Regions from separate parts of the Gasterosteus aculeatus genome. Here region 1 is linked to region 2. The links are chromatin contacts, called in public Hi-C maps. All regions are on one chromosome and are shown on one strand. Each heading gives the region's core, a stretch centred on a gene start, on an enhancer-like site or on the middle of the called end of the contact. The rest is flanking DNA. Distances are from core to core; before and after follow the strand shown. Region 1 holds the start of rmp24 (ribonuclease MRP subunit p24). Region 2 overlaps elmo1 (engulfment and cell motility 1 (ced-12 homolog, C. elegans)).

Region 1 (6,662 bases), core at 1,710-4,209, 55 kb after region 2:
TTTTGCAGCACCGAAAGAGCAAATTCTCTGAGCCGACTATGAACAGAGCCGCGTGTAGAGCTGCTGGATTCCTGGGAATCTGCTTTCCCCTGTAATGTCCCACTACTCTGCTGATGAGGCGACCCGCAGAAACGGCACACCGCGAAGACCTCTGCTGCCGCACTAATCCAATTATCATACTTGTCATGCTTCTTCTTTCAAGAGCACACTTAGCGGTGGTTATAAGCACTGAAGCTACGGGCCAACCACATGAACTGCTGACAACTGGCCGGATGCCATCAGGAGGGCCGTGACAGATGCAAAGGTTGCCGGGGAAATGGGGGGGCTGCGTGGGCTCCGAGGTGAGAATGTAATTAAAGAAAGAAGAGAGCATGATGAACATTTTATTGTTAGCATCAGGGCTTGGGTCACGTCGATATTCAGACCCGGCACGAATGGATCAGCACGGGAGGCAAAGAGGGGAGAAAATAGAGCTTTCAAAGACCACTGATGAAGTTTTGTGGTTGTAGCTGCTGGTCTACAAGAGTCCAGACTGATTGTTATGTATCGCCTTGACGTTGTTTTAAACTGCCCTTTGTTTTAAACAGTGTGTAACCTCATCGGAAATACTAAATGCTGGCCTTTTATTTGGTTATGGTCATCTTTAGTGTTGTTTTCACAAAGTCCCACAATTAAAAGATATCAAGCCATCAGTGGATTTCTAAGCGGTCACGGTGACGTCCTGCATGCTTTGCCATCAGAGCGCAGTCAGGCTCCACTTACCAAACGCAACTATCATTATTAACTTACTGGAAAGCAGCTTCACCAGCCTGGCAACAGGAGCCAAAATGAAGTGACGTCAGTTGACATACAAGGGCAAAAATTCATGCTTTAAACAGGCCGACGCGCTCACTAAACACAACAGACCCGCAATTGTAAAACCTGATTGTAACCCCGGGCAACAACACACAGAGAAGAAGTCATCATCAGCCCGACAGAAGGTGAAGAAAGCGGCAGAAGGCCGTTACACGATCTCCAACAAATGTTTAGTAGTGTGTATGAGTACAGACAGGCGCCCACGATGCAAAAACTCCAGTGACGCATGACCAAAACCACAACTGGAGAAAGAGGAGACACAGGAATCCCCCACAAAAAGTGGTTTATTATCTAAAAAGAAATACATCCATAATGCATACTGACCACGTATGTCAGCTATTTTCATTTCCTCTCAGTTAACTGTGGCCAAGACTCTATCTGAAAACTTTATTACGCTTTTTTTAAACAAATGGAGTCATATACTTTCTGACATATCATCCATATTACAACCCTGGCTCGAGTTCAGATCCAGTATTCAATTAGCTCATCACACTGAGGGGGGGTTTGGCCTATAGCTGCTAATGAGGTTTCTCCTGCCAGGCACTTTGGCGTGAAACCAAGCCGCCATCTCCGACAGCGGCCCAAACATTCAACCTCAAGTTTTGCCTGAAGGACGTCTGGTTATAGTTAAAAGTGATGAAAATGTTCTCTATAACCACGGCTAATCATAGCGAAAGCGAATCTGGGGAACAGATCGATGTATTGAAGCAGCAGTGTGCTCAGACACATCTGTAAAAATAACCCGGACTTGGGGTTTCACTGTTCGAGCCTCTGTTTTGGTTGCCATTCATGCTTCTGCACACAGATTTCCGGGCCAGGTGAAAGGCAAAGCCAAGACGGAGGATACGGGAACATAGCCAGAACCCAACGAAAACATTCGAGTCCACACACACACGCGCACGCACGCGCACACTTGCATTGCTAATGATTTAAGCTGTGATAGGGCTCTTGCACACATAAAGGGACAGATGCTTAAGAGGATTTCACGATCAATTAAATAAGGGAAGAAGCAAACGCAACAGAAGTAATGTAATGCAAAAAAGGACGTAAATTAGAAACTGGCGTGAAGGGCCTCTGTGCTTTTATTCTAAAAGGGCACTTTGCCTTAGACCTCACCATAGAGATCTACCCCACACTGCAAATGCGTGAGATTGAATGAAAGCAAAGTTTATTCGAATTAATCAGTTACAATTGCTCACATATGATGCACTTGCACGTGTGCAGCCACTGGACACATGTAGTTCCTGTGAGAGGAATAGCCACTAGTGTATGTGCGTCAGTCACTAACACGTCTTCGTGTTAGGAAATTAACTAAAAGGAGTGGAAATATGACACATAATCGAGCCTTGAGTGGCAAAATGAGCAACGCCAACAGCTGTAACGTTACATATCCAACTCCTTGAGCAGTGGTTAAATGTTAAGAGAACCATTTCTCACCACCAAAGTGCTGTCCTTTGATGGACACGTTATTTGAATACACTGCACGATGACATCATCGGTTACGGATGCCACGATGTTTGTGGTTGTCTCCTCTACCGTACGTCACTGGAGAACGTTATTTCTTATATTTCTAGGAATAACTATCACTTCGTCACACTGGAACAAACTAAAGTGAGAAAACAAAGACAGCTGTGAGCGCATTAGCAGTTTTGGGGACACCGGCCGGAAGTCAGCAGCTAACAGCGGTCGAGCTCCTCCACCTAGCGCCGACATGCGACTATTACAACAATAGGGAGGAAGAAGAGGAAGAAAGAGAAACAGGTGACTTTAAAACAGAGTTTCTTACAGGAGGAACCGCGATAGCTCCGGACACGTGTCTCTATACAGCCAGGACGCGTCCAGCAGGAACCTGTCCGACGTCTCTTCAGTCTTGATCTTCATGGCGAGTGGTTGACGCGTTGCTAAGGCTGGTGAAAAGAGTGGAACTCCACTGTTAAAAAGTCGTCTAAAACACTTTAAATGGTGTACACGGAGTTTAAAATGCCCGTAGGGGGATGTTTAACCGGGCTAAATATTGTAATAAGGATAATGCTACCCCCGTTCCTCCGGTTGGTCGCCCCACGTTGGGTCGCAAGATTGTGACGTTGCTTTCCCCGCAATGCATTGTGGGAGGCTGAGTAAGTCAGAGGCGCACTGCGGAGCGAATGGATGCCAAATCTGACACAAACTTAATTGAATTGTTAGTTTACTAATAAGAACGTCAGCCTGTAGAGGTGACTTAATGTGCTCTCTGAAAGGAGCTTTTTTCCATTATTCAAATATTGAATGACATTGTTTCACAAATTCTTCACAGGGACTTTTCTTTTTTATGCTTTTCAACCTATATCTTCATCCTCATCTTGATCCACAGACTTACTGTTATCAGACATGCATTCTCCTGTAGTAAATAAGAAAGCACACATTTGAATGTCACATTAAAACAGAACGATTATGTGTGAATGACACACACGTTGTCACCGTCCTCAGTGTCAGAGGGATCGGCCCTAACTGCTTGATCCTGAACCCTTCGCCCATGAAATGTTCCTGTGTCCATTCCCATTCAATATCAGTAGTTGGTACAGAAAAAACATTGACTATGGTCAATGACCTAACTGCAGCGTTGCAACAAATTAGGTATTTAAATTATGCTTCTTTACATACTCATGCACATGTAAACATGAAGTTTTAATGAAGTCATTTCAATTCAAACTGATTAAAAAGTTAGATTTGTCTTACTGATTTGTGCCACTCTGTCCCATGCAGCTTGGCAGCCATAAAAGAATGCGTCACCCCAAGAGAAAAGGTCACACCCACGTTGGGCCCTCATTTTATCAGACACAGACATGTCTGCTGACATTATATACATTGATATTAAGTTAAAAGGGGGGCAGTGTAAGGTCCAAATAAGTATTGTGTTGCCTGAGGGCAGTATGCCATAGAGGACTAATAGGGTCATTTTGAGGGAGACTGCCTCTTATGCCTTGTCTATTTTCTTTTTATTCAACATGCAAATCATTATTAGATCATTATTTCACTGTTTTTTTTTAAGTCTGTCATTCTATAAGATAGTGATGTCATTCAACAGGCAAAGTTAAATAACACACTATAGCTCAGGACTGCATTTCTGATATGTAATTTACTGCAACTAACTCTATTGAACAGATCTCCTCTGACGTCACCATTCCTTAGATCTTATTGGACAGAAAGAATTACCAATGTTACACGACGGTGGGCTACATTGACATCATTATTGCTGTATCCTGCGCAATAACAGACCTCATCCAGTCCAAGAACACTCGACTTGGTCAACAAAACTCGAGCTCCAGTCAAATGATTTCATCGTGTCTGAAAGGGAATCCTGATGGAAAGTGAATGAGCTCCAATGGGAAATTATATATTTATAAGCAGCAGCAGCAGCAAGTAGGAGAACCTGGTGATTGCGCATCCAGGATTACGCACACTGGGATGCGGACAAATGAATACACCGGACCGGTGCGTTTTACGCGCATTATCCCCTGGAACATCCTCCCTGCTTCACTCTAGGTAATGTTATGAAAAAAGCTGCAATTTTTGCCAAAATATGCCAATTTACTGTTAACATAGCCCCTTATAATGTATGCAATTATCACGTTAACCTGAGTAAATATCTCCTATTTGCCAAGCGATCGTTTTCACCCTGTTGTATTTATTTTGTTTAACTTTGCTTGGGCGCATATGCAGGCTGCAATACATACATTCAATATTTTTGCAACATTCATTTCATAAGCTTCTTTTAAAAGCTTTTTTTTTACAGGTCACAACTCTTTCTTTGTTATGTGTGTGCGTGTATGTGTCTGAGGGAGAATGTGCGTAAGTGTGTGTGTCCGTTTATGGAGGGCGGGGGGGTTGATGCCACCAGACGGGATGTATTAAATCACCGGGGCAGAGCGAACATAAACTGACGGAGGAAGCCAAAGTGTGAGGGATCGCTCCCCACTTTGTCCGCGGCTAAACCTTCACTTTATCCGGCGCTGTCAGACCGGCGCCTCCTCACAAGATTGAAATATCCGAGCGGTGCAGCTCCTCCTCCGTGCAGTCCGCGGTTAAACGGATTCCCTCTACTATTTCGGAATAAATTGACCGCGCCATTCCGAGGTAGAGAGGGACAGACGTCTGCTAGGTTGCTATTTGTGCAAACCGCATCCCGTTTTTACGGCTGAACGGGAGAGGAGCCGGTGATGGAAAGGTAGGTGCACTACTATTAAGTGTTTCCGAACTAAATTGGTACGGACGAATGTAGTTGTGATGAAATTGGATGATGAGTGGTAGAATCCTTCTCCACTGATGCCGTGCAGTTATAAATGAACCTGAGGAGAGTTAACTGTCAGGCACAATATAGTGTTAGTAAGTGTAGCTGCCTGGAGAGGATATTTATTTAACAGTAATAATAGGAATCCAACGGATGCTTTTCACCAGTGGGACCCTTAAACTTGTCTCCATTGTGCTGTGGCGGGACTGGTCTGGTGCCAGCAGGACTCTTCTTTCAGCCGCGGAGGACCGAGGAAGCACCCCGAAGCGTCCTGTCAGCATCTGCAGGGACAAGCCGCTCCCAGCAGCCGCCGAGCTCGCCATCACCTCCGAAACGCAACACCGACTCCAATAGTGCTGAGAAAGCGGCTGGAGGAAAGGGCACATTGTGCTGTAATGCTGTGTGTGTGTGTGTGTGTGTGCAGTCAGCCTTGTGTGTTGTACATCTTTGTTTTGCCTCCTCCTTGTCAGGCAGCTGTAACAAACTCGAGGGTCCACTTCAATCAGTTTCCTCCTACAGATATGCGCGTCCTCATGCGTGTCCTCTGAGGTCATTCCCCCGCACAACTGCCTGACTTCACACAGGGACATTTCTGAATTTAATAGTCCACAATCTGTATAATGAGTATCCATTCAAGTGAGTCTGTTTTCATGCTGCGTCCTGCCAAATGCGTGCAGTTGTCGTCGTCCTTTAACATCTCGTTTGTGCAGCCTCGCTAATCCCGAGTTTAGTTTTCAGCAGCTAGAGCTCCCGTCTCTCCTCCCGTGTCTCAGAGTGCATCCCAGCATATTTACGTCCCCCACCTGTGCGCCTGTATTTATCAGAGTACAAGCACTCTTCAAGCACCCCCCCCCCGGCTCGGGATGCAGTGTGGATGAATGATCGGATGCAGGAACACAGAGGAAGAGACCAAGGTCACACAGTATCAAATTCTTTGTGTGCTGCTTCGAAGTTGTATTAATGTTGCTTTTCGAGGGACTCAACACCGAGTCATTCACATTACTTCAAGGACTACATTCTGCTTCATTCGCCATTAGCCACCGTGTGACATAAATTTGATTTAAGGCTCCACTCGGACGCTGCACATCTGAGAGATTTGTTCCTTTCACTATTTTCAACAAAAGAAGACGCTTTGTTTGTGCGTCTCTGGACAAGGCACAGTGAGTACACGCACAGCCTGCTGTGTGGAGGCAGAGCTTGCTGGTACCTACTTCTTTGCAGCAGCAGCAGCATGCATAATCAGGCTGAGGAGAACAAAGGTGTTGGTTCTACAAACAGTGTTTGTTCAGATTAGGCCGAGACCAGCATCCAGAACCAAAGGGAACACTGGTTCTTTCACAAGACGCCGAAGGGAAGGGACCCAGCGGAGGGGGCAGACAAGGTCTCCGTAAAAGGTTGTGCATCCCGGGAGAATAACAAGGAGAGGAATAGTGAAGCCTTCCATTATGTGCTTTCCATAATATAATGATAGAGAGCTGGTGCTCCTGGAAGTGCCCTGAAAGGCATTGAAACGCTGTTTGTGAGTTCACGACTGTCGTGA
Region 2 (6,978 bases), core at 534-3,033:
AGAGGAGGTTAAAAAACCCCGAATGTTTCCAGCTTGTGGAGGAAGGAGGGAGGAGAGGCAGCGGAGTGAGCATAATATGTTGGGACACCGGGGGATCTTAATAATAGCTTTACTGATGGTTGAATCCTCACCATGCGCGCGCACACACACACACACACACACACACACACACACACACACACATCTTTCCTTTTAAGACACACAAACGGAGAACCAAAATAGTGTCATCAGCCCCTTGTATGCTTTCAAATGTGTCATCAGTGATACATCTGCAAATAACAGATCCTGGCATGAGGAGGTTCTGTGCCATGACATCAAATTATGAAAGTGCCTCCCTGCAGAAAGGAAAGTGTCTGCTGCAAACTCATATTAGCACACGTGCCTGCGCGCAAGCAAGAGGACATGTTGGTCATTTATCCCCTAAAACAACCTAATAAAGTTGCTTAAAGTTGCTGCCAACCAACCGCGTGAATCCGATTTAAAACATTTGGCCTCAGCAAAGAAAGAAGCACTGCAACATCAGCGTGCGCTACAATCTGCATGCAGAGATGCTGTGCAGCTCAGTTCTGCATAGCGTGTCTTTAAATTTGTGTGCTGCATCAGAGAAAAGTTCTGGTTTAGCATCATTCATTGTTGTTAAATGTCAAAGCCCGTCGCTGGACCCTATGGTGCCGAGTGGGGAGTGAGAGCATCTCGCATGCATGTCACCGCTCTAGAGAGGAGCGCAGTCAGTGGGGGTCGAGGGGGCTTTGCAACAGTTGCACTGGATTAAACTGAAGATGGGGGGTAAACACCCGAAATACAAGTACAGACACAGAGTGTAACTCACTCACTACACCGTGACACTGACAAACAGCACGGTGCACTACATGCAGTGAGTGCTGTGCGCGCACACGCACGCCTCACCTGTCTCTTGTCCTCGGGAGCTTTGAGAAAGAGTGCGTTGATGACAGCAATAGTGTAGGTCTGGATGTCTTGATCAGTCCTGCAAATAGAAAACAGCACGCACAAGAATATCAACTATACGTAGTAACAGATAAGTACATCGCCAAGCTTGTGTTGTTCGAAACAGATTCTTCACCATGCGATAGTTTCAAAGATAAATCAATTTGATTAAGCGTCCTTACCGCCTACTGATCCACTTACCCTTGGAGATGTGGGATGAGCTGCCCGATGGTGATCTCCTGCGCCACCTTGTGGTAAAGATCCTGACTGTTGAGCACAATGGACTCCAGGATGGCCAGGGAGCGCTGCAGCACGGCCGTGTCCATGGCCGACTTGTTCACGTAGCTGGCGATCTGCAGGAAGGAAAGAAAATGCAACGCACTCACTACTACTCATGGATGAGACTCAGAGCTTGAGCGACGGACACAGTGAGCGGTAATGGAGGACAAAAAAGAAACATCTCATATAGCTGTATTAGCTCCTATACACATACGCAAAACTAAAATCAAAACCTTCCCAGCAAATACAGAGTAAAACAAAAGGATTATAAATGCAAGTCCCCCTTAAATCTCTGCCCTGTTTAAATGAGACATTTTTCTTGGCTGACCTTCTTGATGAAGGCCACAGAGAAAGTGTCCCAGGAGACAATGCCGTGGTCCATCAGCTCCACAAAGGCCGTCAGAGTGAAGGACAGCAGGTCGCCGAAACTAAGAGACGACGCACACACAGAGACACACATAGGAAACTTCTCTGCGGCAGATGGCCTGAAGCAGTGTCACGGTGCAACGCCCAGATGGCTCAGAACATAACGGGGAATGAGCGGTCAGCAGAGGCGAGGGGAGGGGGGGGGGCAAGAGGAGGAGAGGGGGCAGAGGATCATGGGAGTCGTTCTGCAACCAGGCCTACTTTAAATAGACGGAGAAAAACGGGTAAGGAGGAAGAAACGGGAAAGAGGCTTGCGATGCAGTGCGGTACACACTGGCCTTCCAGAAACGGCAGGGGGCCGTCAGAAGGCCAGCAGGAGCCGGGCGGCACAGCGCGGCGTTCAATCGGGACCAGAAAGCTACAGAAGAGAGTGAAGTCATGCTGGTTCGAAAAAGTACCAGGAGAAATAAATTGCTCCGCTTCAGTCGCAGGGGGGCGAAGGAGGGAACGCATTAAACAGCTGTTGTGTACAATATGTTTTCCGCCGCTGGAAGTAATTAACGAGGAAGTAATGAATCATAATAAAAACAAGTGATACAACCTATGGTTGGTTAGACAGCCTTAATTTATTTTTTCTCTTTATTTCGTAACAAAACTGTTCAGTAAAGATCACGACGCTCTGCTGTCCTGACTCCGAAATGATGACTACTAAACTAAAGACACGCCTCTTCAGACTCTACCTTGACTAAAAACACGAAGCAGATTGTAGCACTTAAATTGTACATAATAACGGCTCTTATCTATAGCAAGTTGTAAATGGGCTTATTTGAAGAAATTGCACTTTCTTGTGGGTCGCTTTGGATAAAAGCGTCAGCTAAATGTAATGTAAAAATGTAAACGTTTTACGATACTGCCCTCTGCTGCTTAATGTTGGCACTCAACCCTTCAGGCTTTCGTTGGTTCATACTTCCATTATCGATGTACTTGCACTGTGTCAAGGAGACCTGAGAATATTCCGTATGCTCGAGTCGATATGCAATATTACATTGGAAGTTAGTCCGCAGAGCTGAAACACCATCAGACTGAGCAAAGGGACACCAACCACAAAGGATAACAGGTTTTCAAGATACAAATGAAGCGGATCCATAGATCAGTGTCGCTGCATTGGAGATGGTTAGTGAACAATGAAATGGGTAACTTAGTGACCCACAGGAGAAGAAGACTTTTTGCAAATGGCCCTGGGCATTTAGATGACCTACTGGCATTAAGTACACAATTTGTCATGCAATCGTGACCAATAGAGGATAGATTAGATAGAGTAAAGGAACCCCTGTTGGATAAATGCAGCTCCAGTTAGAATAGAGGATAATGGTTAATACTGTTAAAGAGAAAGAAAGAAAAGTAGCTGCTGAGCACCTCGACGTGGACACACAGACGATCCAGCACCGTGTGTAAAGAACACCAAGATTTAATTCAGGCTTACTTGTACTAAAGGAACAGTATCAATACATGCAGCTGCACGTTTGTTACGTTATGTTTATAAAAGCAGCAATTCCTTAATTTCTATTCATACTATTTCAGTGAGTTTATAGAAATAAATCTTGGCTTTCTTTGCGTCAGTATTGAAGAATTAGAAGGTTGTTTGAATCGGTCGCCCAAAACCACATGCAAAAAAATCCCCAAATGAGACCAAATGATTTTGAAATGGAAGCCAGAAGGGGGGGGGGTCTGTGTTATGCATATATCATTTCCCACAAGGCACTGGGGCCAGAGTCTTAAACATGCAGAACCGGCCAGCAGGTTAGGAAGAGCACAAAGCCAAGGACATTACCCTGCTGGAGGGGGGGGGGGGCGCTGTGGAAGGGGGAGGGGGTCTTACCAGGGCTTCATTATCTTCTGTAGTTTCTGATAGCGTCTGCAAAGATTTGAGAAACTTTGGTGTCACAGTTGGGAAACAAACAACCAGATAATCTAGTGAACAACACACATCACAACCTGTTCTCATCATCTCAACATCCCCGAAAGACCAAAAACCCCCAAAGGTCCAAGCGAACACGCGTCATACAGATTGTTATTGATCGTATCAATCCAGACAGAAGCAAACTGAAATCAAACCTTAACATTTCCTTCCGTCCAGTGCACAGCAATGATCACACAACACGGGGAAACCGCGGAATAACGCTTGTGTTTAACTATGGAATCAGTGTCCCCGGCGTAGCTGCTCTCCGTCGGGGAATTAAGTTCCAGCTTAAGTTCCAACAGCTTAAAGGGCCACACTTTGATGACGCTTGTGCTTTATTAATTCTTTCTAGACAAAATTGCATCCACCTCACCTTTACATCTAAATTCAAATTCAACCAAATCTGTGAGAAACTGTGTGGTTTTCTTCATTGTTATTTAAACAACAGCTATGATCCTTCTTCCCATCACTTCGGAACGTAATAACTGGTTGAGGTTGCGCTGTTCCATCAGCAGAGGGCGACGCCTGCCTTTCACTCGTGGCGCTTGTGTGGGCAACAGCAGCCTCCTGCCAACTTATCTCCACACAAATACAGCACAACATCTCCGGAAGAAGGTGTGGATCACGGCGCCGCTCTGCCCTCTAGACTCTCGGGCACGGAGCCTCTTGAATAATTACAGTCCGCCGGGTTGTTTGTTGTTAGGCGCACCAATGACTGTGTGTTTCACAGATACCGATCTGCATGTCTGTTTCATAAGCTCCTTCTGTGGAGATAGAAAAGGCAGCAGAGCCAATTGCTCTTTCCCCTCTCACTCAAACTCTCCAGTGCTGAATAACTGATGTGATGGTAATCTACATAAAAAAATATCTCATGAAAGAGCCAGAAGCAGAGTGGAGTCCAACATCAGTGCTGCTGTGATGGCTCCCAGCAGTAAGATCTAACGAGGGTCAACTATTTGCCAATTTGAGACATTTATGCACAAAATGATTTCCTAAAGTGAGCGAAATGTCAGACCGTCTCGCCCCCAGAAATAAGAGATTATCGGGTTCGGTTGAGAAGATGAAACATCCGACCTGGGATTTGACCTTTAATGTACAGACCGCACAAAACAATCTGGAGAAGAGAGAAGGAGAAATCCTTTTTAGGAAGGTTGAATAGAAGAATAGAGCGCCAATAATCGCATGATTATTGCCGTCATTAATCTTTGTGCTTGTGTCTTGTTTGGCTTTCCACTGCGCCGTAGATCAGGTTTGATTTTTGAAAAAAATCCTTTAGGCACGCAAACAATTCTTCGCCCGTCTCTCTCTCTCTCTCGCAGCATACAAAGTGATGAATAATGAGAGATGTACGAGGATGGTGCTGCTGCACTCCCTGCCAGTTTGCATCGAACGTGTGCGGCCTGTTGTTTTTTTTCGCTCCTACTGCAACTTTCCTCTGGGTTATTACTCTGACGGAGCGCTGGAATCACACAGCCTGCTACAGAAGCAAGCATGCACACACACACACGCACACGCACGCACGCACGCACCACTGGCATCGCGGCTGAGAAATTCAGCCTCAGCGAAAAGCGTCCTCGCTTTAACCTTCAGTTGAGACGGTCTCCAGAGCCCCGACGCTGCCATCGCACGGATCTGCTGAACAGCCAGAAAACAGCGCAGAGCTCCTGTGCTCCTCTGTTGTCTGCAATGTCCCGATCATGGTCAGCAAAGGCAAACGGGACCCCCCCCCCCCCTCCGGGCATGTTCTTCTCAAGCCAGTTGTGCTCTTTTCAGCTCCTCAGAAAAGACCTCAGAAAATTTGAAGGGAGGCTCTGAGATTTTCTCCTACTTGGGTCAAGATCTAAGGGAGACCTTTATTTCCACAGAAAGGTAGTTCAAGTCACAAAGGGAATGTAAGAATTTAAACAAGTTTTCTTGAGGAAAACGACCTGATAATGAGGCGTCTATCCGGTGTGTTGGTGGTGCCCTAAAATCCTAAAATAGCCTCAAATGCAAATCGATTCCCACGCCAAAGGCACCAACAGAGGGCCCGCTGCAAAAGAGGCTGCGTTGAACTTAACCCATCAGAAAGCACAGTGCTGGATCCTCACTGACCTCAGAAACGTGTAAAACTCAGAGTGAGACGTTCATTTATAATACCCACCATTGACTTAAATGGGATTAAAATAAAAATCATGGGTTTAGTATACGAAACCATTAGAGCCATATACAGCATATTACTCAAAATATACCACTGTTCTTTGGTCACCCTGAAATAATCCCTCACACAAAGAGGCATGAAAATCCAAAAGAAGAACACTGTGGTGACACAACCACGAAAAGAGATGGTCGAGCTTCTGACTTACTCGGTCCCACTCTCCACCATCAGAGTGAGCAGGGAGATGCCGTCCAGGTTGATGAACTCCTGTGCGAAGGTGATGTCCCTCGACGCACTGGCCAGGTCCTTCAGAGACTCCAGCTTGGCGTCCATGCTGGACGACTGGATCCGTTCGTGGAGCTGGACCGCAGTCTGGTACTAAAGTGGAAAGAGAGGATAAAAATCTGCATAAGGATCAGTGCTCTCGTGCAGCTAAAAGGGCATTGTGCAAAGAAATGAAACTCACAGGAGAGGTGGTCAGGCGCAGGATGGACCCATTCTTGATGTCATTGCGGTTCTGTGGAGGTTCACGTAGATAAAAGCAGACGTTGACGAGCACGTTTTCTTTTACCTCAGATCACTGCTGCCTGGACTTTGAAAAACCGATAACAAACCTTTTCTGTGATGTAGAAATTTGTGGCATCAGCAATCTGCAGGGCAAAGTTTTCGTGGTTCCCCAAGGACCACCTGAAACCCACGAGAGGAGAACAGCAACCGTTGCATCACAGGTATTTATTAAGGGGTAGAACATCCAGTGTGACATACAGCTCACGAAGAAGCCAGTGCACACTTACCCCTCACACACTTCCTTGATGATGGCGGAGAGAGGCTTTTTCTGTGGAAAAAGGCAAAACTACATTTAGACCACAGTCCAACCCAGAGGCCCTAAAGTAGCAGCCCACTCAGATTGAGCGGCAATGATTTTATGTAACAGCAGTGACACGACGAGAGGTTCCGCAGGAGGCTGTATTTAACCGTCCGACTGCCGGCGTGTGACCATGTCCGCTGCGCCGTCTCATTTCACGTAATGGTTTGTGAAACTGCTTCCAGATCAGCAGCTGTGATGTTCTGCAACGTGCGAGTGGAAAGCAATGAAGTGGCTAGAAGTTTAATCTTGTGGCCACTTCTGTAGTAGATAGGAAGTATTGCACTTTTTATTTCATTGTAATGATTTGGAAAATATAGTTGCAGGTTCCGTACAGAACATATGATCAGTTTCTAGTGATTGAACTATGGCACGGCTAGTATTTGTTTATACTTAGTGGAACATAATGCTAACAAATCGTAGCAC

Evidence for each region. Hi-C and Micro-C count contacts between places; a contact is called where the count stands out from the background.
Region 1: a contact with region 2 is called in a Hi-C map of whole body, with 5 times the contacts expected there. The contact joins the promoter of rmp24 here to the enhancer-like site in region 2. A contact is called at or near these places in 5 of 6 Hi-C or Micro-C datasets (liver, skeletal muscle, tail fin and 1 more).

Annotation. Positions count from the first base shown.
Region 1 is chr10:10,753,903-10,760,564 of fGasAcu3.hap1.1, forward strand. rmp24 (ribonuclease MRP subunit p24) reads right to left here and starts at 2,960. Exons shown (of 5, transcript XM_040188717.2): 1 at 2,642-2,960. The coding sequence starts at 2,736.
Region 2 is chr10:10,700,213-10,707,190 of fGasAcu3.hap1.1, forward strand. It overlaps elmo1 (engulfment and cell motility 1 (ced-12 homolog, C. elegans)), which reads right to left. Exons shown (of 22, transcript XM_078081690.1): 3 at 6,482-6,522; 4 at 6,302-6,374; 5 at 6,154-6,204; 6 at 5,896-6,065; 7 at 3,470-3,505; 8 at 1,553-1,652; 9 at 1,147-1,298; 10 at 907-985. Among protein-coding and RNA genes, the nearest start is that of elmo1, 32 kb to the right of the region's middle. Within about 2 kb of position 1,784, at least 1 of the 9 cell types and tissues checked has open chromatin away from gene starts, as enhancers often do.